Regions from separate parts of the Rattus norvegicus genome. Here region 1 is linked to region 2. The links are chromatin contacts, called in public Hi-C maps. All regions are on one chromosome and are shown on one strand. The core of a region is the stretch at or near the end of the contact, and the rest is flanking DNA. Distances in the headings are between cores, read along the strand shown. Region 1 has its middle 13 kb from the start of Fam53b. Region 2 holds the start of Oat (ornithine aminotransferase).

Region 1 (7,524 bases), core at 4,628-7,127, 230 kb before region 2:
TGTTCTTAGTTTATGCTAGAGTTGACAATAGAGTGTATGGAAGTGTAGTGAACCACTTGTTTATGCCAGTCTAGAAAACATGTCTTCAACCTTGTCATTGATGGTTAAGTGAATATCTTCAGAGTGCCTTAGCATGACTGTGAACTGATGCTTTTACTCCTTGATCCCAAGAAATTTCAGATCTTTTTAGTCACTCCTCCCTGGCACCCTCCCCCCCCAGAATCTTAATATGTAGTTCTGACTGCTTAGAATTTACTATGTAATTAGACTGGCCTCAAACTCAACAGAGAGCCTCCTGCCTCTGCCTTCCTAGTTCTAGGATTACAGGCCTGTGTAATAAATTGTAGCTTTTATTGCATTTGAACCTTTATTTTATTTATTTCCTGAGCCTCACTGCAGTCCTGGCTGCATCATTCTTCATGTAATGGAATTATAGGTAATTGTTCCATTTTAAAGAAATTTTGATAAAGTCTGAGATCTCTTTAGAACAAACAGATCATGATGGTTTAACAAAGCAATGATTGCCTAACCTAGCTTTTAGCAAGTTTTGAGAATTTTTATTCTTTTGTCCCTCACTTATAAATTGATTCTTTAAAATAGGAAGCTAACGTCTCATTCATCTCAGGCACCCCACTCCTGATACTGGGATTGGTCCTAGGATTTCATGTATGCTGGTCAAGCCCCCTGTCTCTGAAGCTGATCCTTCCCAGCATCAGCTATAGCTGTCCCCTCTGCGTCAGCTATGGCTGTACTATAGCTGCAGGAGAACTCATACAAAACAGGCAGAGAAGAACAACAAAGAACCAGGAATGAATTAAAATGAAACCTTAGCTTTTGGATACAATCTATTGTTGAAGAGTGAAGAGGTTCACAAGCTAGCAAGAGGGCCAGGGCTGTCGTGGTGCTCCAGCTCCTCCTGGTAGACCCAGAGACAACATTTCCTCCTTGGTATTTTAAATCCAAAGAATTCAGGTTTTGGATTGTACATTTAAGTTCTGTGAAATCATGAACTATACTTGGTTCTTCTTTAATGAAGAAGGACTTGGTTCATGAAAGGAAAATATCCTTGGCGGGGGATGGGGGGGTAGGGGGTGGGGGTGGGTGTAGAGGAAGGATCACAGTAGTTTGTAGTGTATCAGTAAGGGTAAATTAAAAATAAGTTTTTGAGGCAGTGACTTGTATGGCAGATACTCAACAGTGAAAAAAATAGTTTAGGTTTGTATTTACTAAATGAATTTTGCTAAATGAATGTATTTACTAAATGAATGTAAATACTAAATGAATTTTAAAGAAAAAAGGCTTGAAGTTTTTTTACTTAAAAGCAGGAGTATAGTTCAGGAGTACAGTTGAAATGTTTTCCAAATTAAGCATAGGGCAATATGAAAATACTGTGTTTTGTTTTTAGCTATGCTTTGGTGTAGTAACAGGTAAGCTGTTATAGATGGCTAGTTGTGTGTAGTGACACATCTGCTTCAGTTGCTATCATCACAAATACATCAGAGGTGTGCTTTTAATTTTTTTTATAATTATTTACTTCCATGTCTATGAATATTTTGCCTATATGTGTGTATGTTGTACTGCATATGTACTTGGTGCCTGAAGAGACCAGAAGAGGGCATCTTAGGCACTGGAATTAGAGTAAAATGAACAGTGTGAACTACCATTAAGTGCTGGATATGGAACCCAGGTCCTTTGCAATAACAAGTGCTCTAAACTGCTGAGTAGTCTCTCCAGCACCCCAGGCTTTGTTTTTTGAAGTTTAGTATTAGAATATTAAGATTGGTTTAGTCAGTTTTCTAATAACTAAATGCCTTTATTACACTTTTTTTCTTTTTATTTACTGAATAAGCTTTAATGCCTGCTTTTCATCCCTGTGCTTCTTATAGTAATAATAATAGTCACTAGGAACTTTACAAAACAGTTGCTACCAAACTGTTTGAGTTTTCAAGTTTTAACTCTTGCTCTGTTCTTTTTAGCCTTTAGCTTGCCTTAGCCAGAGGTCTTCCATCCAATGAGTTGCAAGCGTGACATTTGCTGTGTTTTCAGCACCTGCCAACTTGGAAACCAGGGTTTGTGCTCAGGACATAGGCTTACAACCCACACTTTGTGGTACACAATGCCGTCCCAGCTGGCATGCTTTCATACCTCAATGGTGCTAGACAGTCGGTTACAGAGCGGCACTGCTTCTCAAGTGCAGATTGCCTCTCCAAGCTGCTTTCAACTCTTATTCTATATCAGAGGAGTGAGCTTGGCATCATTAAATTCACTGCTGTGGTTATTTTTCAATGGAAGTAAATTTGGCTTATTTTTTAATCAAAAAAATACATTTTTTCTTTTAAGAATCAAAATGCTGGGGTTGGGATTTAGCTCAGTGGTAGAGCGCTTGCCTAGGAAGCACAAGGCCCTGGGTTCGGTCCCCAGCTCCGAAAAAAAAGAATCAAAAAAAAAAGAATCAAAATGCTTCTAAATAGTCTAAAATACCCTGTGTTTTTGATATCTAGCATGCATATTTTATAATCCTAGATTTGTAACTTATTTTTATGGTTGATAAAAGCACAGGAAAGAACCAGGGATTAATGTGTTATAACATGTTTGATAGGTAGGACTATTAGTTGTAATTCATTGTAGATGTGGAAAAAATTGCAGACTTTTTTTCTGAGTAAGATCTATATATGAAAATTGCCCCATAATGGACTCAGAGGTTTGGCCTCTAACTGACCAGAAAGTTTATATACTTGCCATTGAGGTATATTCTATCAACTTGCTTTCAGAAGCCAATCTCTTTGATAACATTTCAGGTGGATTTGGTGACATCTGTCTCTCTATAATCTATTATAAGCAATTTTAAAAGGTTTTGCTTGAAAAAAAAAGTCTTTTCAGATGTAGAAAGAAGAGTGTGAAATGTGAGTGACTGGCTTTTAATACAGCAGTGTGACAGAGGCGCGGTGGCTTTGAGCTGAATGAAAGGGTTGGTACACGAGCATCTGCATACTCTGTTGGCCCAGTATAACAAACACATCTGACATTTGTCTGGTTCACTTTGTTAGTCTAAATGAATTCCTATGGTTATTCTCTTAGAATTTTAGTGGTGTACTCTTAGACATAGGTATAGATAGATATGAAACTGACCATTTACTTGCACTGACTCAAACCTTAAAGTTTAGCTCTTTGTTGTTTGAGCATCTCATTGATCTGGTTCTAAAGGCATAGGAATAAAACACCCACTAACTGTTTTAGACACTCCTTAGTGAATATCAAAAGCAACCTTTACCCTCCTCTACACAGATGTGCTTGGGTGAACACTTCATTAGCTTGTTGATACAAGTTATAGTTGGTTACACCCTTTCTTAATAAAATACACCCTTATTGTCTCCTGTTGCTTAAGATCTGTAAGCTTGGAATTGGAGAGCTGTAACAGTGATACTCGGTGAAGTATACATGCTGCGTACCGTACAAACAAACAGCCTGCTATTTGCTAGGCTTCTTTTTGGGGGAAAGCCAAAAGAACCAGTATTGTTTTATTCTTGTGTCCCATATTGGTCTTAGAGTAAGAAACTAAGTAATCCCTGCATTTTGTACTTCCTGGGGTGTTGAATAGTCTAAATCAGGTTAGTATTTATTGAGGATAATGGTAGAGTTACAGGTGGCTGTTTTTTAGATTTGTGGATTTATTTCTGAATTGACCTGTGAATTTGGAATTAGGTGTTTGGTTGTACTCTAAATCTTGTTCTGATTTGGTTGACCATTTAGGCACAAGCAAACAGTAGGCAGTTGAGCTCCTCCTCTTCTTCCTACTGCTGTTTACCTAATCTTAAATGCAGTTGACAGGGTTTGTGTCTGTTCTGAACTAAACAAAACTTTAATACAGCAGCCTAAGGGACAGGACTTTTTTATAATAAAGATTCATCATATTTAGCAGTAAGAAGCCAAGATGTGATAACATTATGGAAGACTGGCATAAGCCTTAACATGTGTGCCTTTTTAGTCTTGAAGATTCAGATTTAGACAACTCCATTGGTTAGCCAGCTCCTTAAGCAGGAATTTTAGTCCTAGGCAAGGTCAAGAAAGGCTAAGAACCAGAAAAACAGGCTGTTTAGGGTTGAAAACTGAGGCATTAGAGCAAAGGAGCTCCCCATAACCCCCATCTTTGTGATTTCATGAGACTAACATGGTTCTGAAAGCAACAAGAATAATGGTTGCAATAATTGTTTCCAGACTTAGGACCCCTGACATCTTGATTTTTTTAAGTTGACCTGATGAACTAGTAATTGCAGGGATAAACGGAATGTTAGCCAGCAGGAGTCACTCTAGGCCTCCCAATAAAAAAGCTAGTGCATTAAACTCTGTTCTTACAGTACTTGGAGGCTAAGATGGTGGAGCTGTGCTGTGATAAGGTGGCTTTCAGGAAATGACCTTAAGTGTATTATAGTAGTCTCTGCTTTTCATGTGCCTACCTTCTTTTGACAGAACATGTGAGTCTTATTCCTTTAAAAAATGGCCCTTAACATTTTCTTAAAAGGAAGTAATGTATTATGGATATCAGCATCTTTTATATTCTGTGTATTAGCACACTTGGCCTTAGAGTGATTTGATTATGTTCACATCATCTCTCTGAGGTGAGCTGACATCCTTTCTTCTGATGAGCATCTTAATCTTATGGCAGAACCTCTGTAAGGAGCTGTAGTTAGTGTGAAATACGTTAGGTCATGCTTTTCTGAAAAGAATAGGTCCAGTGTGGTGACAAACTGAAATATTTCAGCAATATCCATGGAATCAAATAGTTTCCCAAGTGCACACAAACTCAAAAAGTTAATTGTTCATTTATGTTTGATACTAGGATTGCAACATTGGATTAAAACCAATTAAGTGTTCCTCGAAGCAACAGAAAAAGTTTCCTGATTTATGAATAGAACCATTCAAATGGTGCAGACACAATCCATGTAAAGTAATGAGGTGTTTTGTTTTTTTGGCAAAGGGGAACGCAAAACAGGCATAGGGACAAAAAAAAAAAAAATAGCCCAGAACTCTTAAAAAAAAAATCTCTTTGGAAAAGGCTAATAACACACACATCAGCAGGAAAGGAGTGATGAGAAATCTAGGACTTCATTTCATAAGGAACCTTGTCCCCTCCCCCAGGTGAGCTGCACAATGAAAATACTCTCCTTATTCTATCAGGGTTACATTCCTGCACTTAAGTCAACATCCTAAGTTACAGAACTAAACATGCCCTGCCTCTGCTTAGCAACCGCAAATCCTTCCTTCCCCAGTTGCATGTATTTTGGATGTGGCATCTGAAGTACAAATTCCTCAATTTCGATCGCACCCAGAGCAGAAACAGTGCTTTATTATCCTAAAGTGTGGCCGCTCCATGGTCCGCCCCCTCTTTGCGGTCTTGTTCGCCGCAGATTGTTTTAAACTGCGAAGCCAAACCCGGAAGCTGGCTATCCGAAGCCCACGAGGCCTGAGTTTCAATTCTGACTTGTGCGGTGCTACTTCCCTGGGCCTCTCGGCATGAGGGGTTCGCCCTGCGGGTTCACTGGACACCCGGCAGCCCTGACGGAGGCGCGCCGTGACCCCCCCCCACTCCCCGCCCACCGGCGGCTGCGCGCACTGCACCTCGTAGCGGCACGCCGGGTGCCCCGGCCGCGACGCCGCCCGCACAACGCCACCGAGTTCACGCAGCCGCGGTCGGGCGGCCCGGCAGCGGCGGGCACAGGCGGCCTGACCGAGGTCGGTTAAAGGGACGAGTTGCAAACAGTTCAGGAAGTGACAAGTCTATTTCCTCCTCCCCGGGAGTCGCTCGGTACAAAGCGCTCGGCGCCGGCAGGAGAGCGTGCGCACGGCGGACGCGGGCGGGCAGCCTGGACGACTTGGCGAGCGCTAGCAGTGACGGCCCGCGTCCGGCGCGCACAGTAAGCGACCCGGCCGGGCGACCGCGCCAGGGGGCTGGTCCGGAGCGGGATCCGTGCGAACTCCCCGGCGCTGGCGGGGAAAGCTGGGCTCGCGTGCGCTGCGTTCGCTCTTTCCTTAATGCTGCTGGCTTTCTTTCTCCCTGTCTCCTTGTTAGGCGGCGGATCGGGTGGTTTCTGCCGGCGCCGACTCTTGCTCGCCCCGGTGCAGGCGTGAGACTTGTCAGCACGCTGGCGGGGGAAGAGCAAACCTAGCGCTGCAGAAAAGTCTGCGCTCGGCGGGCCCGGCGAACGGCCGTGGAGACGGCTACGTCCGGGGCAGCCTCCTCCTTTGAGGCTCAACTCGAGCCCTGGCTGTGGCAGCAGCGAAGGCTCTGAGCCCCGAAGTTCCGCATCGTTTGCAGACAACTCTTTTGTTCACGGAAGTTTACACCCGCCACCCCTGGGATGCGGGCGCGCAGGGACGACTCCAAGGCTGCTGACTGACCCGCGCGGTGTCGATGGGGGTGAGAGGGCGCTCTGCCTAGGGAGGGGAAGCAGGCGGTGTGGTCGCGGCCAGGGCTTGAGGAGTGGGGGGTCGCCTGTGCCGGCGTGGTTTATGCACATGGCGAAGAGGGCCGTCCGTCACAGGATACTAGCCTAGGCACATTTTTTTTCTTTCTGCCAATCCTTGATTAGAGAGCCAGTGGGAGTCAGGTTCCCTGTTAGGGGTTTCTCTTGGTGGAACCGGGACGAAAGAGACTTGAAAACCCAAGAATCCGAAGAGGGTGATTCGAGTTGGCTCAAATGTTTTCTCGATACCCCCCGTACTCCCCTCCACCCCCGACACATACACAAGCTCCTCTTTCACCCCCAGACTGAGGGAACAGTGCTTGGGGAGTGTGGGACAAGAGCCTGGAATTGCGTGGGCAGGCTTGCTCTGGACCCTCCCTTCGGACGCCCCCTGATGCCAAGCTTGCTCCTTCTGACCGCCGGGTTCATTAACACGTACTGTACTTAGTACCATGGCGAACAAAGAAAAGCTCTTTGCAGCATTTGGTGAATGGGATTCTGCCTCCTATAGGCCACACTCCTGAGTTTTCCATACGGTAGAATCAGGACTCTGGTGTTGGGAAAGTGGTCCCCGTCCTGAGTTGCATTCAGGTCCTGGCCCCATTTGTGCCGCCTCTGCTGCCTCGGTACTTGTCTCGCAGGAGTTGGTGCAGATGGAGCTAGGCTGGTGGTGGTTCAACAGGAACAAATGTTTGTTGAATTATTGGACGGTGAAGAAAAGGGACTGTTTTCTGTTGACTGCTTCAAGAGTTGGAATGACATTGTTTATTGGCCCAGGAAGCCAGGCAAATGTCTTGTGCTCCTTCAACATATTAGCAGGCCTCCAAATGACATGCTAGCATATGTATTCCCAGCAGTCTCCACGCCTGCCTGAAAGTGGGAATCCCTCCTTGCTGAATCCTAGACTCTCATTTAGAATGATGTGACTTCACTTGGGGCCCCGGGAAAGAATGGAGTTTGCCCACCCGTGAAACTCAGGATCCTGACTGGGCCAAGTTTTGGTTTCATTTTAATTTGTCCACTTAGCAGGGACTTATCGTAGTCACAGTTCTGACGGTGAGTT
Region 2 (6,584 bases), core at 406-2,905:
TGCTAAACAATCACTTTACCTGCTGAACCATTTCCTCAGCTCTTTCCTGTCCTGCTTTCTTTTCCTTCTCTTTCTGTTCTTGCTCTGAGTCTAGGGAGGCTAGTCTGTGGGAATTGTCTTTTCTTTCTTGCCCACAGTCTAGTCTTTTTTTTTTTTTTTTTTTTCTTTTTTTTTTTTTTCGGAGCTGGGGACCGAACCCAGGGCCTTGCGCTTCCTAGGTAAGCGCTCTACCACTGAGCTAAATCCCCAGCCCCCCACAGTCTAGTCTTATAGGGATGTTTGCTTGGTTCAGGTTTCCTCTTATCAGATGACTGTAACTTGTATTAGATCCACCGAGCCTGGCAAGTGCCTACACTACTACTTCTTCCTCCTCCTCCCCTCTTCCTCCTCCTCCTCCTCCTCCTCTTCCTCTTCCTCTTCCTCTTCCTCTTCCTCCTCCTCTTCCTCTTCCTCCTCCTCCTCCTCCTCCTCCTCCTCCTCTTCCTCCTCCTCCTCCTCCTCCTCCTCCTCCTCCTCCTCCTCCTCCTCCTCCTCCTCCTCCTCCTCCTCCTCCTCCTCCTCCAAGTCAGGGTTTCTCTGTGTAACTCTGGCTGTCCTGGAACTTCCTCTGTAAACCAGGCTGGCCTGGAACTCACAGAGATCTCCCTGCCTCTGCCTCCAAGTACTGGGATTGAAGGTGTATGCCACCACCACTATCACCTGCCTTAACAAACTCCTTAGGCTTCTGGACTCTTAGTGGCTTCAATCCATGAGAAGCATGGAGGAAACTTTGAAGCTTAGTACCCAGCTCCCTCCAAGTAGTCCTTCCTCAAACTCCTCTCTCTTTTGGCTTCTAGAAACCCCACATCTAGCCCTGGATACTTAGAGTGGCTCTCTCTGATGTGCCAGTCCCTCCATCCTTGTACTTTCTTATCCACACATGTTCATTCCAACTTGGAGTGTGAAATCTTTCTGGCTGACCCTGAAGCATCACTATAGGGTAGTGCATAACTGGTCCTCTGTGGCCTGCAGCTTTTGGCACTGGACTAGATTAACTCTTCTATTCTCTGCATGTTTTATGACTTATTATGAGTGTTATAGACAAAATGGTACCTAAGTGACTTCTGATTCTGTTTATCCTGCAATATCCTTTTCGGGTTTTGAGTTTTAATCACGGTAGTGGAGGAAGTGCAGGCAAGTCTGTACTGTGTAGCTGTCATTTCCAACCACTAATAACAACAGTTACTAACATCTGGGCAGCGTTTACAGCCGCAGAGATGATATTAGAAGCATCAGTAAGCTGTTTTGCCATTTTGGTAGTGAGGGTTCAGGGTTTAAGATATGATATTTGCTCCCAAGAGGCTCTTTCAGGAAAGGCTTTGGAGGGTCCCTCGGCTAGAGAAACGCAGTGAGAGGCCACCAGTCCTTCGCGCCCCCGTTTCCCTTCCTGTAAAAGAAAGCGGACTGCTCCAAGTTCAGGCCAGAGCTCAAGCGCAGCAGGCACAAAAGCAGACTGCGCACTTGGGGAAGGCAGCAGATCTTGGCTCCCGGAGGATCAAGGCCGGGTGGGTGGGGCGAGGGTGAGCCTCTTATGATTGGTGTGCGGCCCTCCGCCATAGCCAATGAACTGAGAGAACGGGCGGGGGCGGGACAGACACGTCGTCTTAAACAGCCTGACGCGCCGGGCTGCCACATCGGGCTTCGTGGCTGAAATACAGTCAGTGTCGCTTAGCGGACGCTGTCAGGTACTACGTGCGCGCCGGGGCTGGGCCGGAGCTACCCGGACTCTCGGTGTTCCGGAGTCTCCACCGGGGCAATGCTGGGATCTCTGGGTCTAGGGCGCGGTGCAGGCTCGGGGTGGGGCGGGTTCGGCTAGAGGACGGGCGGGGAACGAGAGGCGGGAGATGTGGAACGGCCGCCTGCCAGGCACGGCTCGGGAGACTCGGCTGTGTGGATAGGGCCTTGGAGGCCTCGGCTTTGAGAAGGCGGCGTTGCGAGCGCGGGGCACCTCGAGCAGCTTGGCTGTGGGGGATCCGATCCTTGGGCACCCGATCCCTGGGGACAGAGCTGTGAACTTGTGACCACGTCACCGGGAGGGGGCGCTGATGCGGACCCAGCCCGAGTTCCTTGGGCAGCTTCTACATCTCGTGGCATATCATGCCCATCCCTCCCCAATGCTTACTTCTCTCCAGTCCTAAACCAAGTAAGAGGATTGAGGAAGTGACGTGCACATTATGATGAGATGGTGGCTAGGGATTGGCCCACAGGGCTTTCTGCACGTAGACCCCCTCCTTAGGCCTCTAGCATGCTATGCTGAACCTCAGTAAATTCCAGCCTAATTGTGGGGAGCTCTGGCTGCCAGCAAATCTTGCCTCAGGCCTACAATATGCCTGGGAGTACATTTACCTTGTAGATGTGTCAAGATATATTAAGGGACAAGGAGTGATTTTGGAATGAAATGGCTTTTCCAATTGAATAACCTCCGGTTCTCCACTCTAAATTTTCTTCTCATTCAGATTGTCAGTGTCTGTAGGTAAATTAATTTTATGTGCCCTGTAACGTACTTTAGATTGTGTGTGTGTGATCATGAATGAATGTGCCATCCGAGGCCAGAGGGATCCAGTATCCCCAGAGCCACTCTTGATAGTTGTGCCACGGGTAATGTGGGCGTTGGATCTTCTGCAAACTCTGGTCTTCTGCAAGAAGAATGTGGGTGATCTTAACTGCTGAGCCATCTTTCCAGCCCCTAAATCTTTAATTACTACATATTTTTAAAGGCGTCTCCCCTCCCCCCGGTCTCATATATTTACCTTCCATAGTCTGCTTTTATTATGGTTAATTGATGTATTTTATGCACTTTGCTGAGGTCTTGAGGATGAGCCAAAAACTCTATACTTCAAAAAATAGTAATGAATGGACAGTGATTTGGAGGTGTGCAGAGGGTGTGGTGTAGTTGGTCCAATCCTTTCCCAGTAGTGTTATTTTAGTTGTTTGCCAGTGACGCACTTGAGGTGAATTTTAGCCAGAATATTGGTTACATAAAACAAAGCTTATGTTGACAGAACTTCAAAAAAATAAGGGCTGTATTTGTGAATGGTTACCTCAGAAAAGTAAATATTTAACAATAGCCAAACCAAATTTACTTCTCAAGCTGAGTATTTTCAATGGCTTTTGGATGACTTTACACTGACGATTCTTTTAGAGTAATTTGGGAAAGTGTTATTTAATAAGGCAGGCTAAACAAATTCTTCCAAATGCAGCCCTTAATGGGAACTGTACTGTGGAAATATTCCTGTGGGCCGATGGGGAAGGAACAATGGTGGCCTGAAATGAAACATTAGGTGTTCAAAGTGCTTGGCCTGTCATTTTTCATTTTTAGGCCCCTATATCTGCTAAATATAAATAGTAGATAAATAGTAAATATAAATAATAAAATGTGTTTGACAACACATCATTGTATCTACCCAGCCATCCACCCGCCCACCCGCCCACTTGCCCGCCCGCCCATCCATCCATCCATCCATCCATTCATCCATCCATCCATTCATCCATCCATCCATCCATCTACCCATCTACCCATCCATCCATCCATCCATCCATCCATCCATCCATCCATCCATCCATCCACCCATCTGTCTAACTAATCTACTTGTCTTTTTTGGTTTCTTGAGACAGGGTTTCTCTGGGTAGCCCCGGCTGTCCCAGACTCACTTTGCAGACAGAGTTGTCCTCAACTCTGAGCCGTTGATGAAAAGATGAGCTTGCACAGGAGGACAGAGAGGCAGTCTCTCAGAACGGAGTTACTTTGATGCAGGATAGGTGGCCTCATGACCTGGCTTGTCTGGTTGCCACCTCGCCTCTTTCAGGAATTGTGTGTTCAGTAAGGATCTTGTTCTCTTGCCAGGCAAGAGAGTGCCAGCAGAAGGCGGGTACCCAGGGGAGGCGATTTTTGAGATGTGGTTGATTACTCCTTTTTACAAGCTTAAGTTTCACAGTCTGGATTGCTTAAAAACAAGTGTCTGAAGTGTTAGGATCTGTGATAAAAGTCTGCAGCATTCTGAGAGTGTTTAGAAGGGACTTGCATGGTAAATTCAAAGGGAGAAGGTAGAAAAAATATTATGTGCATAGTCTTTATTCACAGAAGAAAGTCAGTAGTTAATGGTAATCTCGTAAGTAGGTAATTTTCTTGTCTGACTGAAACTTGTCTTGCTGTTTATTTTATTTTAATATTAAGGCAAGGTCTTACTTTATAGCCCTAGCTGAGCTGGAACTCACTAGGTAGGACCAGGTTGGCCTCAAACCCCTAGAGATCCATCTGACTTTGCCTTCAGAGTGCTGGGATTAAAGGCAGATATCAGCATGCTTGACAACCTCTAACCTCTTGTGTATCCAAGGATGGTTTTGTACTCCTGATCCTTCTGCCTCTGCTTCTCTAGCTTATTTGGTGCTGGAGATGGTTCCCAAGGCTTCATATATATTAGGCAAGAACTTACCAACTGATCCTTAGTCCCCCAGGACTTCACTTTTATTGTTTTAGTGAAAAATAATCCAGTTTGAACAAGAACCCTGCCAGTGTTTTTTTTTTTTTTTTTTTTTTTAAGCTGTAGAACTTGGCTAGTGTTCCTATGAACTTCGAGCAGAAGAGAACGCAATGAATAGCTCCTTTGTGCTAAACCCAGGGCTTTAACATGGACTCCTCAAGACACCGTGAATGGCTTCAACCCCATCAAAGCTCAGGAAGAGTGGCACATTCGGCAGAGCCACAGACTGAATTTAAATCTGGATTGTGAAACACCGTGGATTTTCTATAATACCTCTACCATTTCCCGAGCTCCTTTGAAAGAGAAGGTTGTTGGTGGCCGTTTTAAAGCCCTCTTTAATTTTGTTCTAATATTTCTCATACGGTACCAAGCTCAGTAGCTCGAACACAGAGGCTCTTTAATAGAAATGTGTGCACTGGATTCTGGTATGTCATGGTTTGTGAAACTTGTGGCCTTTCCCAGTTAGGTTAAATATCCAGAGAACCTGAGAATATTACTCAGGTTTTGAATGGTTCTGTTATGTTACTGATTATCATCATTCTATATGAAATTGAGGGGATAAATAGATAGATTCTAGCTGTGTAAATTGAGATAAGCCAGTTTAGATAATCTTTGCAGTCTATTTTGTTTTGAGTCAGCTGAATGTAGCCTTGGACTGGAAACCCTCGTGTCTCAGCCCACCCTCCCCCCCAATGCTGGGTTTACAGCCCCCCCAACCCCCCCAACCCACATCTACAGTCACTTGCTGTCTTATTGCAACCTGTAAAACTACACCGTTAAAAGCATTTTTAGGATTTTTTTCAATAACCAGTTTTTTTTGTTTTTGTTTTTTTTTTTTTTAGTGTTTTTTTGTCTCTTGGGAAAAAAAATCACAGCTGCAGGCTTTGTTGGCAGAAGTATGAGAGTAGCTTTTATTTTAAAGTTTGAGCCTTTCCCTATGAGCAGGTGACCTGGGGGACCCAAGGCTGCACTTCCTGGCAGCACTTCTCTTTACAGCACATTGTTTTCGCAAAGCTTACCTGGTCCTTTCTTTTAATTTGACTTTGCTTGTTGTCTGGTCTCTGTCAACCAACTCAGACCCAGGTCCAAGTTCATTTTCAGTGTTTCTGACCATGAGTACAATTTATGGTCATTGTAGAAAGTAGAGAATAGTTAAATACAGCCACAGTGACTTTTCTGTTTCTTTCCTTAACAGTTTTCCCTAATACTCTTTTTCGTAGTTGAACGTCATATGCATACATATATATACATACATATATATATATATTTAAAATCTTATTTTATTTTCTTAGTTAGACATGTCCTAAAACGCCTTGCTATGTCAATAGAAACTTATTTTAAAGATTTGTTTAGGGCTAGAGAGATGGCTCAGTGGTTAAGAGCATTGACTGCTCTTCCAGAGGTCCTGAGTTCAAATCCCAGCAATCACATGGTGGCTCACAACCATCTGTAGTGAGATCTAATGTCCTCTTCTGGTGTGTCTGAAGACAGCTATAGTGTACTTATATATAATAAATAAATAAATAAATAAATAAATAAATAAATAAATAAAAAACATAAAAACTGAACCTAACTTTAAAAGATTTGCTTTTTTGCGTATGAGTGTTTCGCTTGTATGTATCTAGGTGCATCCACTAAGGAGCATCTGAGATAGCACATTTTAGGCATATTCGCCAGGCAGAAGTTAATGCCAGTTTAAGTTTTCAGTGGTTCAAATAGGATCGACTGTGTAGCTTGTAAACAGCCTAGAAAGAAATGATAAGTTGGTATCTCAGACTTAATGGTGGTGAGGGGAACTGGTTCTTTGTAGTACAGTTAAACATTTTTGTCAGCTGCCATTTCCAGTCTAGCGATTCTCGCTTTGCTTTTGTTAGTTTGAGAGAAAAATACTGCGGAAATAACAGACCTTTTCCTTAGGGACGTATATAGTTGTGTCTTTTATTTTTGGAACCATTTGGACCCCCTCAAGATAGTCTCTAGATCTTGAGTTTTAAATCTGCACTCTAGTCAGGACCGTGGGAAGGAAGAATAGTGGCAAGTTTTTGGCAAGCAAGACAGGGCTGT

The links. A called contact is a pair of places that touch in the nucleus more often than the background predicts.
Region 1: a contact with region 2 is called in a Hi-C map of hepatocytes, with 1.6 times the contacts expected there. The contact joins the enhancer-like site here to the promoter of Oat in region 2. A contact is called at or near these places in 2 of 12 Hi-C or Micro-C datasets (hepatocytes and kidney) and 1 of 1 datasets of contacts at active chromatin or transcription factors (oligodendrocytes).

The regions. Positions count from the first base shown.
Region 1 is chr1:197,030,619-197,038,142 of GRCr8, reverse strand. It overlaps a transcript of Eef1akmt2 not described here. Among named protein-coding and RNA genes, the nearest start is that of Fam53b, 13 kb to the right of the region's middle. Within about 2 kb of position 5,877, at least 55 of the 93 cell types and tissues checked have an H3K27ac peak or open chromatin away from gene starts, as enhancers often do. A contact at or near this core is called in hepatocytes, where this site is marked.
Region 2 is chr1:196,792,825-196,799,408 of GRCr8, reverse strand. It overlaps Oat (ornithine aminotransferase), which reads left to right and starts at 1,655. Exons shown (of 10, transcript NM_022521.3): 1 at 1,655-1,724.